Linked DNA regions of Sus scrofa: region 1 is linked to region 2. A link is a contact called in public HiChIP or PLAC-seq data. All regions are on one chromosome and are shown on one strand. Each heading gives the region's core, a stretch centred on a gene start, on an enhancer-like site or on the middle of the called end of the contact. The rest is flanking DNA. Distances are from core to core; before and after follow the strand shown. Region 1 overlaps DOCK4 (dedicator of cytokinesis protein 4). Region 2 overlaps ZNF277 (zinc finger protein 277).

The links. HiChIP or PLAC-seq counts read pairs in DNA pulled down with a chosen protein or histone mark.
Region 1: an H3K27ac HiChIP or PLAC-seq map of alveolar macrophages shows a contact between it and region 2. The contact joins two enhancer-like sites. A contact is called at or near these places in 1 of 47 Hi-C or Micro-C datasets (heart right ventricle) and 1 of 2 datasets of contacts at active chromatin or transcription factors (alveolar macrophages).

The regions. Positions count from the first base shown.
Region 1 is chr18:33,542,149-33,545,183 of Sscrofa11.1, reverse strand. All of the region lies in intron 1 of DOCK4 (dedicator of cytokinesis protein 4), which reads right to left. Among named protein-coding and RNA genes, the nearest start is that of DOCK4, 120 kb to the right of the region's middle. Within about 2 kb of position 1,578, at least 9 of the 83 cell types and tissues checked have an H3K27ac peak or open chromatin away from gene starts, as enhancers often do. A contact at or near this core is called in alveolar macrophages, where this site is marked.
Region 2 is chr18:33,391,417-33,394,601 of Sscrofa11.1, reverse strand. The region is part of intron 1 of ZNF277 (zinc finger protein 277); the gene reads left to right. Among named protein-coding and RNA genes, the nearest start is that of ZNF277, 30 kb to the left of the region's middle. Within about 2 kb of position 1,636, at least 6 of the 83 cell types and tissues checked have an H3K27ac peak or open chromatin away from gene starts, as enhancers often do. A contact at or near this core is called in alveolar macrophages, where this site is marked.

The sequences.
Region 1 (3,035 bases), core at 329-2,828, 150 kb before region 2:
GTCTGGAGCCCTTGTCCCACAAAGTATGAAAGAAGGAACTGAAAACTTAAAGGCTACAAAGGAGAAAATACTTGAAGAGCTGAGAGAGAGATAAGCTTGGTTAAGTTAATTAATGTCTCTGCTTTAGTTTCCTAATTTGCAATACAAAAATCATAAGGCTGTTGTAAAGATTAAATAAATTAAGACAAATACAACAACAGTGCCTAGCGTGTCACTGATCTCAGCAAGTGCTGGCTCTCGTTAATAACATCTTCTTCATTATTTTCTAGAGCCTCCAGAGGGCAGAATAAGGAGCAATGGGGAAATGCTGAAGGAAAGTAAAAATGGAATATTAACTATAAATCCTACTTTCCTATTTTGGAGATCCCTGTGCTTCGTTTTAATGTAATCAAATTGCAGTTACTTCAGATTTAAACTCTTACACTTCTTTAGTTTTCTAACTTAAATTTCTATCAAAAGAACCAAATTTAGAGCAATTGCTTTAGTAAACATTATTTACATTTAAAAAAGAGTAAGTACTCTATCTTACATATTAGGTAAATATAGATCATTAAACACTTTTTAAAGTAGGATTTTCGGATAAAATAAGGGATGCCCAGCTAAACATGAATTTCAGGGGGAAAAAAAAGGAGTAAGTTTTTAGTATAAGAAGGTCCCCCAAATTGCATGGGAAATCTACTTTTGCTAAAAAATGTTTTCGTTGTTTACCTAAAATTAAAATTTAACTGGGTGTCCTGTATTTTTATTTGCTAAATCTGGCAACTTTACTTAAATGTGCACAAAACTCAAAGTAACTGAAAATGTTTTTTAAACAAAAAATTTAAAGATCCCTTTACATTTAGAAGGTTCACTAACATGGATAGGGAAATGCTATGTATCTGTTACTTTTTGTTTTAAACAACATTTCAGAAATTTTTCCTCCATGACACATCCTTCAGTCATATCTCAGATTTCCGGTGCCAGCTTAAACTGCTCAAGAGGAGGTTATGATCAGCCATGCACATTTGGCAACTTGTAGAACCATCACTTCCCATGTGGCTAAAGGAAGACAGACCTGGTGGGAGATTTTTGTTTTCATTTCTGTTAGGCACAGATAACACAAATCCTCTGCTCCAGGAATATTTACACAGCCAAAATATACAAATATTTGAAATGTCCATTGTCAAAGAACATTTTGCTCAAGCTCTACAAACAAGCCACCATCACCTGAATACTACACACTGGTAACAGGATGGAGACAGTAAGATACTTTGCTGTTTCAACAACATTTATATCTATGTCACTAAAAATTTATATTGTGCGATCTGTGGGATACGAGAAATGAAAAAGATTTAAGCTCCTGTTCTAGCTAGTGTTCAACAATATAAAAGACATTTTTAAAGAATAAAAATAACTGTGGAGGTCCATTACTGGAGGGTCTGCCAAGTGGTCCCTAGACCATGGATGAGAGGGCACCATCTGATGAGATAAGGGTAAAACCAGTAACAAAATTGCTGCGGTGTTAAAGGGAGTGGGGGTGCTGCTAAAAGCCTACGAAAGAAGAAGTGAAACAGGAAAAAGGAACCCCAAGTCAGAAGAATGCAAGTCCAGTGGATAATTCAAGGAAGCAGTGGGGTTGGAGGAGCCTGGCAGAATGCGGGCCGGCTGTGTTAACGTGACTCAGTTTCGGTATGACTGCTGCTTCTCAAAGTTATAGGGAACAAACAAGACAATCCTTGTGAAAATATTCTGCACATTACAAAGTCTTTAGGAGATGCTGGTCATTGAGGTCATGTATCAGGATGGCTTGAACCCAACACTCAAGTTGACGGCAGAGCCCTAAGAAGTCCAAGATGGAAAGCGCCAATGGGAGTTTTCCTTCTGTTCTGCAGAATGGACCAGGGAGACAAAGAACACGAAACAATGTTCTGCAAGTGGAACTCTTCTAGAGGGTCCCCTGGAAGGAATTCATTCTATCTTCATGGTCTTTGAGACTTTTTTTTTCAATCCCTTTTTTATTTGATGTATTTTATCAGCTACCTCAAATGTTTTCTAGACTGTATCGAGAAAACCAAAATGTTTGTCGCTCCAGTTTCTGACACAGTTCTCCTCACACAGCTGATGTTTAACACAGGTCTATTAAATTACAGGTTTATGTAATGCTTCTTCCCATTAAAGGACCAAAAAGGAAGATGGCAACGGGGAACTTGGGACTCAAGAATGAAAAGAGGGGAAACCACCCGAGGTGTCATAATGCACAAGCATCAAGACCCAAGGAGGCAGATCACAGGGTAATGTGGCACATGGCATCATGCTCAAGGGTACAGCCTCTACAGGGACACAGACTTGAGCTGGAGCCCTGCTCTGCTTCTTACAGCCACGTGACAAACTAGGCAGGCTGCTCATCCTTTCTGGGCCTCAGCATCCTCGTGCATCCAATGGTGTTGGAGGAACACTCTCTGCAGAGAGTTGTGGGAATTAAAGGAGATTCCTACCCATATAGAGTCCCTGTCACAGTGCCCAGCATGGAATACAGCCTCAATAAATGATAAAATACTGAAAACTGACAAACTTCCTTTAAAAAACCTATGTCATGACTAAGGTGAAACATCTATGCCAAGAGAACCATGCTTTGTGGGATCTCGAAAATAGGATATTTTACCCTGAAATTCCCCTAAATTGTAATGTCAGCAGAGAAAATAATAACCATCACCACACCCTGATCTGTGGGTCTGGAAGACTGAGAACATGCTAGGTAGGCATTCGTTATTCCACAGTGATGATGGGAACAAAACAATGGTTAGAAATAGGGGCAGTGGTTTCTGTGGTTAGAAAAACTACCTTTTTTTTTTTTTTATTTAAATCTCTACTGGGGGATGACAACATTGGAAAGCCCTCAGCAGGCTGGGATTTCCCATCAAATCAAACATCCTAATTGTAGTTTATTACAAAACAATTTTTTCTTACTCTAAGATGCTGAAAAAGCCTAAGGAGAATGTACTGCTAAGTTATACCCGTAGCTAACAGAGACAGTGAGGCACCTACAGAGAGTGGCA
Region 2 (3,185 bases), core at 387-2,886:
TTAGAATTGTGCTTTTATGAGTTTCTTCATAATCTGCTCTCCATTAAAAGACTCTAGTGCTCATTTGTTTAATCCTCTTGAATATCAAAGCCTCTAGTCAAAGCTTTTGTGTCATTCTGCTTGCTTTTACTTGAATGTCTGTAATAGAAGACTTTTTTAAAGCAAGGTGACCTGAACTACCCTTTGTTCCAAATAAAGTTACTTCATTGTTAAATAACATCCTTTGACTTACACCAAGGCAATAAACATTTTAAATATCTACTTAGTTTTTTGAGCACTTTACTAAAAATTAGACTCTATTCCTCTACTAAACATGTATTCTTCTGTTCAGTGTCTTGTAGCATATGAGTACCAGGGGGTATATTCATTTTTTGTAGAATTTGGTGTTTCCTAACTCAGTACATTCATTATATTTCTCTACGATGAGTTCTGTCCACTGCTCTCAGCCTGCCTGCATTTAATACCTCTACTCCTTCCTACAATCTGCCCTTCTAGTTTTGTGGTCTCAATAGACTTCATCTCTCTTCAAGTTCTATCTTCCAAATTACTGAGGCATTTTAAAAAGCAATTAAATTTAAAAAGACTATTATTGAGCCATGTGTATAGACTGCTTGCCCAAATTTATGGATCCTAAAATGGCCAAGCTACTGGCCAGGAATTTTCAGCTTTCATATTAAAGCTCAGAAAGAAAGCCAAGGGGAGAGCAAAGTAAAGAGTATTGTCATAACAAAGAGAACTTTGGACTTTAAGTTCCCATGGCAAATTATACTTTTAGCTTCAGTTTTTTAAGAGGGTTTTTTTTTTTTTGGTCTATTTGCCTTAATTACTTTTTTATTACTGAAAAAATTATTGCATGTGATTTATTTCCTGTGTTAGTATGTTAAAACCTTAATAAATTAATTATATTAGTAAAGGTAATGTAATGGCATAAAAAATTTATTCCATGGCTTTATCTATTAGAATGTTTTGTAAACAATGGAGAATCATTATTTTTTTAAATACATTTTGTCTTATTAGTACAAAAATACGCTGTTACTCATATTTAGAAACTCTTTAAAGCTTAGGATTTAAGAGGTAATTTTGTTTTAAATTCATTTCAATTAAATATGTGGATACTTTGGTTGTAAATGATGATGAATAGTACTGCCTCACTTTATAGGGACTTTGCCATTCATGATGCCCATAAAAAAATAAAATTAGAAAGGAGCAATAATAAGTTACTATACACTGTTTTAAATAACAATATTGGTGTGGTCATGAAAGGAAGAGGGAATCCAGGTCTCTCCATCATAATCCAAATATTAAGATATTTGCCCTAAAATACAATACAAGGGAAAATACAGTGACTCCAAGGTTAGGCCCTGGAATCTGCCTGGATTCTAATCCTCTGTGTTACCCTTTGGTCAAGGAGGTCATTGCTCAATCTCTGAATCAGAAGGCTGGGTTTACTGCTGCTGGAGAGTGGAGACCTGTGCTGGAAAATCATCGTCTTTCTGAACAAAGCAGACTGCTGATCTTGTTTTGGATTTGAGGAATCAGAGGTCAAAGACTGTTGGACTGTGAGAAGCAGTACTGTGTGAGGATTGGTAGACTTTAGCTGCAGCAGTGTAGTCACTGAATGAAGCTGTTGCCAGTTAACTGGCTTTCGAAAGTGTGGTAACTGACCCATTGAGATGAGTTCTAAACTATGACTCTCTTGCTACTTAACAATAACAAAACTGCCTTCCTCATAGAAATTTTTGATGATTAAATCAGAGGTTGTGTATAATCTTCCTAGCATAATGCCTAATAGAATCAGTCTGGCCTGAAAGAGAGTAAAGCCCCTAAACTGTGAAAGACCAGCTTTAGAGCATTAGATCATCATATCGGGGCAGTGTAGCACCTTAAACTTGCCTCAGTCCCTAGTGTTACATACTACATGCTATTCATTTTCACTCTTATAGGTGCTTAATACACAGCTCTACAACAGTAACATTTTAGGCAGTGTTTATTTCACTTTTAAACAGATATCATTCTATTAAAAAGAATGAAATAATGCCGTTTGCAGCAACATGGATGAAACAGAGACTCATACTGAGTGAAGTAAGTCAGAAAGACAAGTACCATATGATATCACTTATATCTGGAATCTAATATAAGGCACAAATGAACCTTTCCATAGAAAAGAAAATCATGGACTTGCAGAATAGACTCATTGTTGCCAAGGGGGAGAGGGAGGGAGTGGGGTGGTTGGGGAGCTTGGGGTTCATAGATACAAACTATTGCCTTTGGAATGGATTAGTGATGAGATCCTGCTGTGTGGCACTGGGAACTCTGTCTAGTCACTTAAGATGGAACATGATAATATGTGAAAATAGAGTGTGTACATGTATGTCTGTAGGAGACAATATCCCGATAAAAATGTAGAAAGGAGACCCCAGCCATGATGACGAAGCAAAGTCTGGCCAACTGCCCCAGCCACCCCTCCCCCACACATCTGCTTTTGTAAACTTGTTTCCGCATCTGTTACTTTACCAGTTCTCAATCTGGTCCACCAAGCACGGACCCAGAAGAACTAGCCCATAAAAGCCTTGTGAAACCCCTCTTCGGGGCTCCGACTCCGGAGAGCGATCTCCTCTGAGCTCTCCAACTCTCCCAGTGCTTGCTTGGTTTCTCACCAGGTGAAAGAGCTGCTGGAGCTGTACGCTGCAGCCACAGAGCTGCTGTTGCTGGTACACTGGCCATGGGGCTGCCACCAGAGCTGATACACTCCAGCCTTGGGCTGCTGACAGCTGCCAAAACATGTGTACATGCTGTACAGTAGAAAAAAATTGTATTGGGGAAATAACTATTAAAAAAATAATAAAAAAAAAACACCATTCACTCTTAAAAAAAAAAATAGGTATCATTTGCTTTCTAGACCATTGGGCTTTTTGTGCATTTGGTTTGGTTTTGAAGCTTTTATGAGCATCACAGATCTCTTTGAGAACCTGGTAAAAGCTATAAATTCTTTCCCCTGAGTGGTATATTGTGCATATACACATTTTTATATACAATAAAAATTGTATATAAAATTTGACAATTTCTTGGTTTGTCAGATTCCATGAAGGCCCAGGCCCTGTTCTTTAACACTATCTCTGTTCAAAAAGATAGTTTTCTGTGAGAATCTTTATATATAGAAGCACAGATTTTGATTGTAGGACATA